Linked DNA regions of Mus musculus: region 1 is linked to region 2. Evidence: chromatin contacts called from public ChIA-PET data. All regions are on one chromosome and are shown on one strand. Each heading gives the region's core, a stretch centred on a gene start, on an enhancer-like site or on the middle of the called end of the contact. The rest is flanking DNA. Distances are from core to core; before and after follow the strand shown.

Region 1 (6,095 bases), core at 3,039-5,538, 140 kb before region 2:
TACAAAATAAAAAAGGAAAGAGCTGGAGATCCGGCTCAGGAGTTTCAAGCATGTACTGGTCCTGCAGAGAGCCTGAGTTCAGTTCCCTGCACCCACATCAAGTGTCTCACAATCACCTGTAACTCCAGTTTCAGAGATCTGATGCTCTCTTCTGTACTTCAAGGGCACCAGAATTCATATATACCCTGACACAGAAATACACCCATATACATAAAAACAATAGATCTTAAAAACAAAAAAAGAAAACAACTCAGCCAATGAATGGACCTATACAGTTCAAACCTCACATGTTATTGAAGCATCCACTGCATGTTAGCTGCACATGTACACATACACATTACTTACAAGTATGCCTGTAAGGCAGTATTTGGACATATATACAAAATATTTGCATAACTAGAGTGCAATGTTTAAGGTTACAAAAAAATTCCCTACCTGTAATTTGGCATTAAAAGGCTATGGAATATATTATACAATCCATACGATTGCTAATATGTACAAATGTTACCTTGACTTTTAAAAAAAACTTTTAAAGGAACAAAGAGACATTTTCTAAATTTTTCCAGAGTTTTAAAAAGTCTGGTATTCTACATAACTTCATATTACAAATGATATAAATTATTCATAGAAGAGAAAAGTCACTTAAAAACAGAAACAAAATGTAACTGATCTCTGATGCCTGTAATCCCAGCTCTCCAGAAGATAAAGGAAGTTCAAAGCCTGCCTGGGATACATAGCAAGGTCTTGTCCAAAACAAAAACAACAAAGACAAAAAACTAACAAAAAACTGGTTGAGATAAATAACCAGAGATTAAATAACCAGCCTACTGTTATGCAAAAGTAAACCGTCCACCTTACCCAGGTTTCTTTTTGCTGAGCGTCAATAAATAATAGGTGTGTGGCCGTAAGATACAGTGTTCCTGTCAGTGACTTGTTGTTGGTACTAAACCGGTCAAGTAACTTTACTTGTTCAACCTAAGAAAGAAAAAAAATGTTATTTTTCATATCAAAATTAGGGTATTTTTTATTTCTGTTGCTGTGATAAAGCATTCTGACCAAAAGCATCTTAGGGGAGGAACAGGTTTATCTGGCTTATCCTTCCAGGTCACAGTCCATCATTGAGGGAAGTCAGGGCAGAAACCTGAAGCAGAAACCACCGAGGAGCACTGCTTGCTGGCTCACTCTGTGGACTCCTTTCGTGATCATAGGCTCGTGCTTAGAGTGCTTGCTTACACAGCCCAGTATCATCTGCCCAAGGAATGGTGCTGCCCAGTGTACATGGCATCAATCATTATTAGTTAACAATCAAGACAACCCCTCACAAACAGACCCACAGGTCAACCTAATCTAGGCAATTCCTCACTTGAGGTTTCTCCTTTCAGATAACCCTAAACTGAGTTAAGTGGACTATTAAAGCTAGTCATCACAGTGGTATAATTATTTTTTTCTAATCCCAGGAACTACATGCATCATTATCATATTTTTCCTCGTTTTTTGTCCCTCAAACACAAGAAGTTGCTTAATATTTAGGGTAAAGTATTTCTGTCTCTTGATGGAACACATACACACAAATATTTAGAATCTAATAAAATCTACGAAAGATTTTAAGAAACACCAACACTGTACAAGGATCAAGAAATGCAGTGTGACGCCAAGATCTTTTCACACCTAAGAGCCCATTTTATAAAGAAAGCACCTATAGTATCTGTTGGGTAGCAGTTTCCATACTTAAGGAAAGCTCCTTAATCAGGAAGGTAAACAACTCAAAATAGCTTCAGGAAGTCCCTGAAACTGACCAGATTCTCTACAGCTCCCTCCCAAAGTAGACAGTAAAGCTGCCAAGAGGCATCTGCAAACTGCACAGATTCTGAGACCAGACCCACACAACCTGGAAGAAGTAGAAAACAGGAAGCAGCTGACCTACCTAGAAAAGGTTTAGAGCAACTAATTCACTTAAATGGGACACTCTCCAACCTGTTGCGCTGCCTGCGGGCTGTGCAGTGAGTTCCAAGTTCCCAGCTTTGTGCAATGTAATGAGTCCTGGGGTGGGCTTTGGTGATGCAGCTGTCTTGGAGTCATGTGTGATTTTATAAGTAACCCCTCACCCATATTCCTGTAACTCCTATAAAATGCATGGTTCACCAAATTGGACTTTGGTTACATTTACACTGTGTTCTGTTTCGGGCTCCCTATCTGGAGTGAGCAGAGATGTGTGTAGTGACTCCTCAAGTTCTGTTATACAATACTATCCAATTTTATCTTAAGTGGAAATTCAAGTAATCACATAAAATTCTAGAAGTACACTACTGAGAAAATTAACTCAGAAAACAGCTTGTAAGCTCCAGCTTACGGCCTATATTCCCCTCGCGGCTGTACTAAACACAGCAGCTGTGCAGCTAGCTCTGACTCTTGTTCTCCAAGACTGTCCTCTGCTCAGCCCAGTGGCAAGCCTGCTCCTGGACTCACTGATGCCCCACCTTCTAAGGTAAATCTTACTTTGAAAGTTAATTTGTTACTTATGTCACTTTGTCTCTTTGTTTGCCAAGTTCCCTGGCACAAAGTATCCTAAGTTTCATTGGTCTCCTATAGTGCCTACCATGGTAAGAACACATAATTGTAACAGTATTAATGTACACACACACACACACACACACATACACACACACACACACACACAGAGAGAGAGAGAGAGAGAGAGCTGCCACAGAAATGCAGAACGGGATCAGTACAAGTCAGGAGACTACAGCTTTAAAATTTAATATCATTCATCTTATAGAAAAGGAAAAGGAAAACAAATGTTATTTATTAATGTAGTTTTTAATGTACACTGACATCACAGGAGGTTGTGGACAGTTCTTTAAATTGTGTAGATCTTCAAATCAGAGCTCACTATTGTATCATTAATTCTTTCTTCTTCTCCTCCTCCTCCTCTTCCTTCTCCTCCTCCTCCTCCCCTCCCTCTCTTCTTCCTCCTCTTCCTTCTCATCCTCTTCCTCCTCTTCCACCTCTTCCCCCTCTTCTTCTTTTTTGGTTTTTCTAGACAGGCTTTCTCTGTGTACCCCTAACTGTCCTAGAATTTGATCTTTAGACCAGGCTGGCCTTGAACTAAGAGATCTGCCTGACTCTTCTTCCCCAGTGCTAAGATTAAAAGCATGCACCACCACACCTGGCTTTTATCATTAATTCTATACTTTCCAGATATATTTATTTTTGTCTAAACATCTAAAGAAGAAAATACTACCATTATGAAATGATTATTCCCAAAGTAATCAATAGCCACCACTTAAGATCAGCTTCTCACCCTTCTCCATTCCCTATTTCTTACTACCATGGTGCAAATTCTCGATTGTAACATCATCGTTTAAATAAGTTAAAACTTATGTGTAACTTAAAAAATGCGGTATAAGATTTTATTTGCATGGCTAAGATAATCAATTTAGTAAATTTAGATAATAAATTTACTTCCCACTGGAAACTCAGAAATATGGTCTGACATACAGCTCAGGACTGCCAGTGGATCTGGTATGTAACAAGTGTTCATTTGTACATTGACATCAAGAACACAGAGGAGACTAGTGTGGTTGTGCATTGGGAAGGCTGTGGAAAGAGAATCATGGGTTCAACGTCAATGGCAAGGGATGGAGGTGGGGGCAGGGAGGAGTAGGAAAGCTTTCTGCTCCCTAAAGGTATCTTTTGAAGGTCAATATTTATTTCAATGTTTAGGGCCAATTCTTCCTCAAGTTAAAAAAAAAAAATACACACACACACACATATGGCTTCATTTAGCTACACTGAAAATTGGAACTTCAATTTAAATATATTTAAAGATAAACAGGACCAACTCCTTAACTCTCCAATTGTCCAGAATTGTCAACACCACACCAGGCTCCCCTGTGTTCTTGATGTCAATGTAAAATGGTCACTTGTTAAGTGTCAGATCTACGGTCAGACCTGAGCTGTATGTTAGACCATATTTCTGAGTTTCCAGTGTAAAGTAGCTATACTAAATTTTTTGTCTTAACTATGCAAATAAAATCTTATATTACGTTTCATTTTTAGTTACATTGGCTGGAAAGGGGCACAGCCAACCAGTAACAATGACCAGAACACAACAGGCACTCTGAACTGACTTCCTTTAAGAAGAACAGTAGTGACCATGCATGGAGCTAAGTGTTATGGGAAAGTACCAAGACCACTGGGAAGATCAATGATTTGTAGGACTTCAAAGAGCGCCTCAGAAAAATAAAAAAGGGTTTCCAGGGTGGGGCTATGAACAAACAGGAAGTCAGCTTTAAGGGAAGTCCGTGAGAAGCTTCTTGGTTTGTAAATCCCTAAAAGACAGTAAATTCGTCTCACCCAACCTCAAATGGAGGGACATGTTTTCTGTAAGGTACAATCACTTACAAAGCTCGTTGCTATTGGAGACAATCTCACAGCTTTCATTCCAGTCCTCCTGGTCCTTCACAGCTCTGTTTTCCCAGTACATACTATGTCCTATGCTGCACTGGTCTCCTGCAGTGCCCGAGGCAGGGAAGTACAGATTATGTCTCTACCAAAACTAGTGCACATCGAGAGCCAGTCTCAAAAATAGGAAACAAGACAGGAAGGCATCTTACACACCAGATGGGGATTCATCTGCTATTCGCTATTGCTTTTGCTCAAGGGTCCACTCCCCTTTGGGGCGAAGTGTCAGGGAGGTCGTTCTGCCAGGTAGCCCAGGAGGCCTTGGACATTTTCAGCCTCTTGCTGCAGCCTCCTGTGACTGGGATGGAGGCATGACAGGCAGGCCCCACCTTGGGCAGCTAAGGCTCCATTCTCTATATGCATCTTATTTATTATCATTACTTCAGCCTTTTGCTAATGATCCCTGGTATCTGACTGAACTCTGAGTTCTTACTGTCTGCTATCCATGTAAGAATATTTCCTGACATAGTATTATGATGAATGCCTGACATAAATTATTAATTTTCATTTTCACAGCCCCAGTAGCACCTATAACCTAAAGACAACTGGACACTACATAGAATCAGGACAGGAGTTCCAACCTTGTGTTGTCTGATTCCCAACTGACCACTTAGCCAGGTATTATGCTATCTGCACTTGAACATCTTAAGAATTAAAACGTGCTCATTTCCCTCCTTCCTCTCATTTTGCATTTTATATGTGACTTATGTCACACCATCCACATTAAGTCAAAAGCACTGGAAATCATCCTACTGACGTCTTGACTCAACTACTCAGCTACTTCAAGCTCTGCTCCTTCCACCAAAATCAGAGTACTCAGTATGCTAAAACAAAAGCCTGTTCAAGGGTCTGTTTCTCCCGCTAAAAACTATACATACCTCAGGACAAGCACTGTCTGTCTTCCTTTCTGAGTCCCTCCTGGTGGCGAGAATAGTGTTTGATACAATGGAGGTTTACTCACTCCAGATGAACTGCCACGGAGAACTTACTTCTCATAATGGAAAACAGATGGAAGATGCCCAGTATAGCAGTGGCCCTTTGCTGACATCATTAAAGGGATTTATAAAATAGGACTCTTCTTTATCTCATTATTCTGTTATTTTCCCATGCTGCCTTTACCTTCTACAGTGGCTGACCAGAAAATATTCATTCAGGAATCCATGTATGAGCCATAAATTAAAAATAAATAGAAAAACTACTAGGCTTCAGATTGTTGAACTTACTCTACTGTCTGTCTGTCCATCTATCTATCCACCTATTTACTCTGGTAATACAGTTCTTACTGGGAAGTCTAATTCTCTGTCCTCGCATTATTACACAGAGAAAAATTCTGTTTTAGAGTACTCTAGAATACTTTACAAGTGTTTTCTCGGAGCACTATGGAGAACTATGGGATTCTTATGGGTCTACATCAAGGTGAAAATTCCAGTTGAAAATGATGTAATGATCTATATGCACATTTCCTGACCTCAAAGTTAGATCTTTAAATTTGGTTGGCTCTGTTCAAGATTCAAGGTCCAGTTGTTCATTGGAATAACCTCCCAAACTGCAAAGGTGCCAGTCCCCAGCCTCACCCCAACTCTACCATGTGATGGAGGAATAGGACCACGACAGTATTTCAGAAGCTCTGC
Region 2 (5,802 bases), core at 1,678-4,177:
GATAGGCAGTAACACCCATTGGCTGCAATGTCACCTCAGCTTTATTGTGGCATTGGCTAGTAGGCCTTAAAAATGTCTATGAGAAAAATTAACTGGTTCTTTGTCTTACTTGGTTTTTGTTATTGTTTGTTTTTGTTTTTCCTGACAGGGTTTCTCTATGTATCCCTGGCTGTCCTGGAACTCACTCTGTAGACCAGGATGGCTTTGAACTCACAGAGATCCACCTGCCTCTGCTACCCCAGTGCTGGGATTAAAGGCATGCGCTACCACTGTTGGCTTCTCTGTCTCATTTGTATAGTACCCTAGCCTTGCAGATTTTAACTCATACAGTTCTAAACCCCTCCCACCATACTAATTATTCTTCCTTTAACAGACTTTCTTAGCTCCTTCCTTTATGTGCTTCAAGAAGTTCATGATTCTCAAATATGGAGCTAATGATTCCCTGCCTAGCATATAACTTCCTGTGTGGTTGAACCCTCAGGAGTGCACTAGGGGGAGACTTTGATCTCCTGTAACAATGTCTCTAGCATTGTTCCAGAACCATGAGGGATCTAAGTCAAATAGGTCAGATGAAATGTCCTTGAACGATTTCAAACTCTACAGATTAATGGAAGCACTCACTCCAGGCCTCCACTGAGAACTGCTCTCCTTGGGGTCAGGCTGCTGTGCCTCCTGTTGATCTTGCTTCACACTGTGTTAATGGATACAACGTCAAAGTTGGATTCAGGAGGTAGCTCAGGAGTAGAGCAGTCATCCAGCATGCATGAGGACCTGGATTCTGTCTCCAGCATAGAATCATCATCACGCTTATGAAGATAGTGTTAAGAGGGAGTGAGCACAAATACTGAAATGAGTTGGGCGCCTTTGACAGGATGGAGGACGAGGTGATGATAAATACCACTTCCTTGTCTGCAGATAAGAGCAAAATTGCTTGCCTTTGCTTATCCTCCGTTCATAGACAGTGAGACACCAAGATCCAATCCCCTGGAGAGTGTGATCTTAAAACTCATGGTTTTCTACTCAAGTTCACATTTCCCCTCCTTGGCTTTATGTATTTAAGTGTGCTAGAGCCCACCCCACCCCCGCCCCAAGGCTCTGTGATAAGACTGGGAAATACCCTCTGATGGAGAGGTTCTCTGTACAGTGAACCTCTGGTTGAGGGGTGGGCAAGTGCACCGGAACCAACGGTGGGACTGCAGGTGGGAGCTTTCATGTGCTCATGTTGGAAAGGCTCCCACATCCTGGCTAGGACACATGACTGTTCCAAATTTCATGCCCCCACTGTTATCAGTCATGCAGAGACTTTGGGCATTTGTCCCCAGGGACCTGCATTCTTGTTAACATCTCCTCAGAGCTCCGATCACTTCGCTCCAGATGTCTTGATTTTAAACATGGAGAAAAGTTTGATTGCCTAGTGTAGGGGAGCAAAGAGTCTCCTTGGCTCGCTCTTCACTAGGGTCACAGCTAAGGTCCCCCACCACAAAAGACAGACCAACAAGAGAGAAGCATACACCTGTCCAGGACACAGGAGCCTTCAGAAATAAAGATGGATAAACTCGTGTGTTTTACATTTGGACGAGATGAGTGTGGTCATGGAGAAGTGTGGCTGACAGGAAAGGATGCTGAGATGAGTTTGCTGATGGTAATGGATTTGCTGAATTAGCCAGGGCTGTCTGCTTAGATTCCTTGGGAGTTTCTTTTCTTCTGGCTGGCGAAAGGGCGTCTCTCTCACGAGGGTCTTCCTGCTAGGAGGGAAAGGGGCAGGAGAGGTCAGAATGACCTTCCTTGCTTCTCTGGTTTCTCAAGGTTAGGATGCTGCATTTGGGAGTAGCACAGCGTGAACCCTGTCTGCTAGCTTAGATGCTGTCTTGAGGACCATGAAGCATCCTCTGTATATGCAGTGCACAGTGTTCCTACCTTCGCATTATCATTGTGGGAGGCACTGCGTAACAACAGCTGAAGTGCTTTATCCTGGCTGTTGATTTTAGCCCTGCTTTATCTCTGCTCCATGAGAGAGCAGTGGGGTTGAGGACCTGAAGGCAGACTTCCTCTACAGTCTAGGTTTTCTGCTCTACCTGCTGTGGGAGCTCAGAGTTGACAATGTTTCCTTACAGGGCCTTTAAAAGTAGAAACAAAATATGTTATACTTGGCACCTACTAAGTCAGCTGCATGTGTGGCCTTATGTCTCGTGTGCTGCTCAGTTTTCCAGGGTCCTTTGGCTGTGTGTGTTCTGTCACAGAGGGAAGGAACAGGAGGTAAAGCAGGGAGCAGATCACAAACCAGGAGCCAGAGGTTGCAGTAATGCTCAGTGTACCTCCCTCATCACTCAGGCTGTGTGCTGGGTGACAAAAGTGCTGGGATTTTAACAGATAGAGGGCTGGCGAGATGGCTCAGTCCGGAAATGTGTCTGCTGTCAAGCCTGAAGCCCCAGTAATCCTCTAACCTCTACATGTGCCATAGCACAAGCATGTGTATATGTGCACACACACACACACACACACACACACACACACACACACACTTAAAATGAAAAACTTTAAAATCTGTCATGTCACAGACAAGCAGATGGCAGTGCTTGAGAGCCAGCAGCAGCCAGGGGCTTAGTTAGCCATCAACTATAAGGTACTTAGTTCAAACCTCTCTTATTTAGGAAGCATGTTGGATTAGAACTAGAAGATGGGATGGTAGGAAATGGAGCATGGAGCGAGCTGTAATCTGGCAGGAACATCCTGGGATAAGGTGCCAGGGACACGTGCCCTGCATAGGTCCTGGAACTCTGCATTTTCTAACAATCAATAAAGATGATCTTGAATGGAGCAAGGAACTGAGACAGACTGCATAATTCTAGAAGGCATGTGCACTTACGTCATGTTAGCTGGTCTTTGTGGTTCACCGCATCCTAGGCTCAACTGAAGGTTTCTAGATAAACACAGTCACATGCGTATCCTGGAAGATACAGTTTGGGGCATCATTTTGAAATCTGAGTGGGGGACTGTATAGAGTTCACTTTTGAGTTTATTCCTTTCCACATGTCAAAATCATTTGAAGAGCCGAGCAGTGGTGGCGCATGCCTTTAATCCCAGCACTTGGGAGGCAGGGGCAGGTGGATTTCTGAGTTTGAGGCCAGCCTAGTCTACAGAGTGAGTTCCAGGACAGCCAGGGCTACAAAGAGAAACACTGTCTTGGGAAAAAAATCATTTGAAGAAAAAGAGCTTTGATATAGGCAAGCAGGTCGTACAGCTGGACCACATGTGATCAGAAACAGTGAGCTGAGCAAACCCAGAGGGCCTGTGGCTGGGACAGGGGCTGAATAAGGGGTTTCTGTCTCCCTGGATATTGTGTTGAATAGTATTTCTATATCAATGTCACATCTCCAGGATTGTCACATAGCAAAAGGGATGTGCTTGTAGATGAGATCTTACAAACATAAAATTTGGGGTAATAACTAAAGTGGGTCTAATGTTTAATCTATAAAGAGTTATGTTGTAATAAACACAGTCCCATGAAGCCTCAGGAAGTACTTGGGGAAGGCACTGTGGTGGGAGTGGGTGCCAGGGCAGGTGTAACTCCACAACGACCTGAAAGTGCCACCTTCTCTCAGGAAGCTGGGGATCGAAAGGACACGTGTAACTTAGGATTTAAAATGGCACAGCTACAAAAATTCTGTACGTATCCTCTACAAAAGCATATCCATGGGGATAACTACTGGTTTTGATTATGTTTTTCTTCCATTTACAAACTTTAGATTCAATTTCCTGGACTTATGATCTTACCATGAAGTGTAGTATATGCTGGATTGACAAAGAACTCCCCCTTCCCCTGTGTACACATATGTGTATTCGCATGTGCATATAGAGGCTAAAGTTTAATACTTAGGGGCTGCGCCCTTGCTCTTTGAGACAGGCTTACAATTCACCAAGTAGACTTTGCCTCCTGCCTCCACCTCTTCAGCACTGGGATTCCAATCATGGGCCACCTTGCCCAACATTTTAGTCCAGGGAAGCTGGGGATTTTGCACATGGATGCAGGCCCTCATGGGTATGCTACAAGCAATGTTACTGGCTAAGAATCTTTAGAATTCCCCCATTCTTCTAAAAATAAATTAACTATGTGGCAACTTAAAAATTACACAAGCAATACTACACCTTACATGCATGGAACTGGAAACAGCAGAGCAAACAAACAAATAATCACTGGAGGCTGAACAAGTAACTCAGCGGCAGGGAACTTGCCTTGCATGCACAAGACACTGGCTTCCATCTCAGCACAGCAGAAGCCAAACAAGTGAGCAAGCGAAGAGCCTGCAGTGACTCTGAGGGCTGCCGTAGGATGCTCTGGGCATGAAACAAGTGTGTGCAGGCATTTGTTACGGAACGGGTCTCAGAGAGGCAGGATCTTGCTTAAGTTCCTTTTGGGAGTAGCTAAGTAGACTCCTTTTTCTTCTCTTCCTACTCTCTTTCTCCTCCTCTTCCAGCACCTCTTCCTACCCCCTCTTCCTCCTCTTCCTTCCTCCTTTCTCCTCATTGCCCTCCTCTTCCTCTCCTGTCCTCCCTTCCCCCTTTCTCCTCCTCTTAGGTAACCCATTTTTTGTATGATGGAGCACCTAGAACCAATCCTTGTTCTACGTCCTCCTTACCCTACTCTCACGAGTTACAAGTGACAATATGAATACGATTAGAAAGCCATGGATATATATAGGATTCAGCTTCTGGTTTTTAGAGAAGGCAAGAGATGCTGCACCAGTCTGTTTTCTGTTCCTGTGGAGAACTGCTTGAGACTGGGTGGTGTACTAAGGAGGTGAATTAAACTCGGAGTTTTTGAGTTCAAGGCCTAGCTAGAGCTACCTTGGCTGTGTCACCTCTTGGTGGAGAACATCACAACAGCAGGCATCTCCTTTTTAAAAGGCTTGTTATTTAACTACAGTATTACTTAAACAGGCAGAATAGTTATGAATAGAGGACACATGTATAAAAGATTCCTTAAGGATTTGAAGCATACAGAGGCTTTTCTGAAGACACACCTTATTGATTTCAGTAATGTATTTTGGCATAAGCATTTGCCTGGTATACCTATAGGATGAGTTATTTTAAACGCATTGATGTAGCGTTGGAAGTTTGTTTTATTATCTTTATGCATGCTTGCATGCATGCGCGCGCTCGTGTGTGTGTGTGTGTGTGTGTGTGTGTGTGTGTCTGAGGACAGCCTTTGGTGACAGCCTTTGCTTTCCTCATTGTTTGACACAGGATCAGCTGTTGTTTGCTGCCGTGCACACCAGGCTAGCTGGCCCATGATCTTCTGGGGATTCTCCTGTCTTTACCTCTCATCTCTCTGTGGGACTGCTGAGATTACAGATGTGAGCCAGCTGTGCAGCCTTATGTGGGTTCTGGGGATCTGAGCTCGGGTTTCCCACATTCGTACTTGTCAAGTGACACTTAAGACCGAGGTGCTCTTGTCTGTTTTAAAATGTGTTTGTATGATTCAGTCTAAAGAGTGGAGCTGAGCTTTGGATTTTATTGTATATTTATTCCTGTTTTTTGAAGGTCATACTGGTCCGTTGTGGAGAGGTGAGCGAGATATTCTACTATAAATCCAAGATTCACATTAAACTCATGATGTTTTTCTCTGCTTCAGATTCTCAAGTGCTAAGACTGCAGGCATGTGCCCTCCCTATTTTTGTGACAGTCTCTGAGAGTACACGTTTCTACTTTTTCGTTGGAAACTTTATTACTCATTGCCATTCTTAAGTCATTCCGATCTAAAGGAGCAGGTGTATCCTCACTGTTACAATTTGTGTATTGTTG

The links. ChIA-PET counts read pairs in DNA pulled down with a chosen protein or histone mark.
Region 1: a contact with region 2 is called in an RNA polymerase II ChIA-PET map of memory CD8 T cells, with 15 read pairs. The contact joins two enhancer-like sites. A contact is called at or near these places in 1 of 484 Hi-C or Micro-C datasets (CD4 T cells), 2 of 115 datasets of contacts at active chromatin or transcription factors (CD8 T cells and memory CD8 T cells) and 1 of 9 other capture datasets (adipose tissue).

Annotation. Positions count from the first base shown.
Region 1 is chr14:60,272,009-60,278,103 of GRCm38.p6, reverse strand. It overlaps Mtmr6 (myotubularin related protein 6), which reads right to left. Exons shown (of 14, transcript NM_144843.4): 2 at 859-975. Among named protein-coding and RNA genes, the nearest start is that of Mtmr6, 9.9 kb to the right of the region's middle. Within about 2 kb of position 4,288, at least 39 of the 459 cell types and tissues checked have an H3K27ac peak or open chromatin away from gene starts, as enhancers often do. A contact at or near this core is called in memory CD8 T cells, where this site is marked.
Region 2 is chr14:60,126,811-60,132,612 of GRCm38.p6, reverse strand. No RefSeq gene overlaps it. Among named protein-coding and RNA genes, the nearest start is that of Gm41164, 33 kb to the left of the region's middle. Within about 2 kb of position 2,927, at least 61 of the 459 cell types and tissues checked have an H3K27ac peak or open chromatin away from gene starts, as enhancers often do. A contact at or near this core is called in memory CD8 T cells, where this site is marked.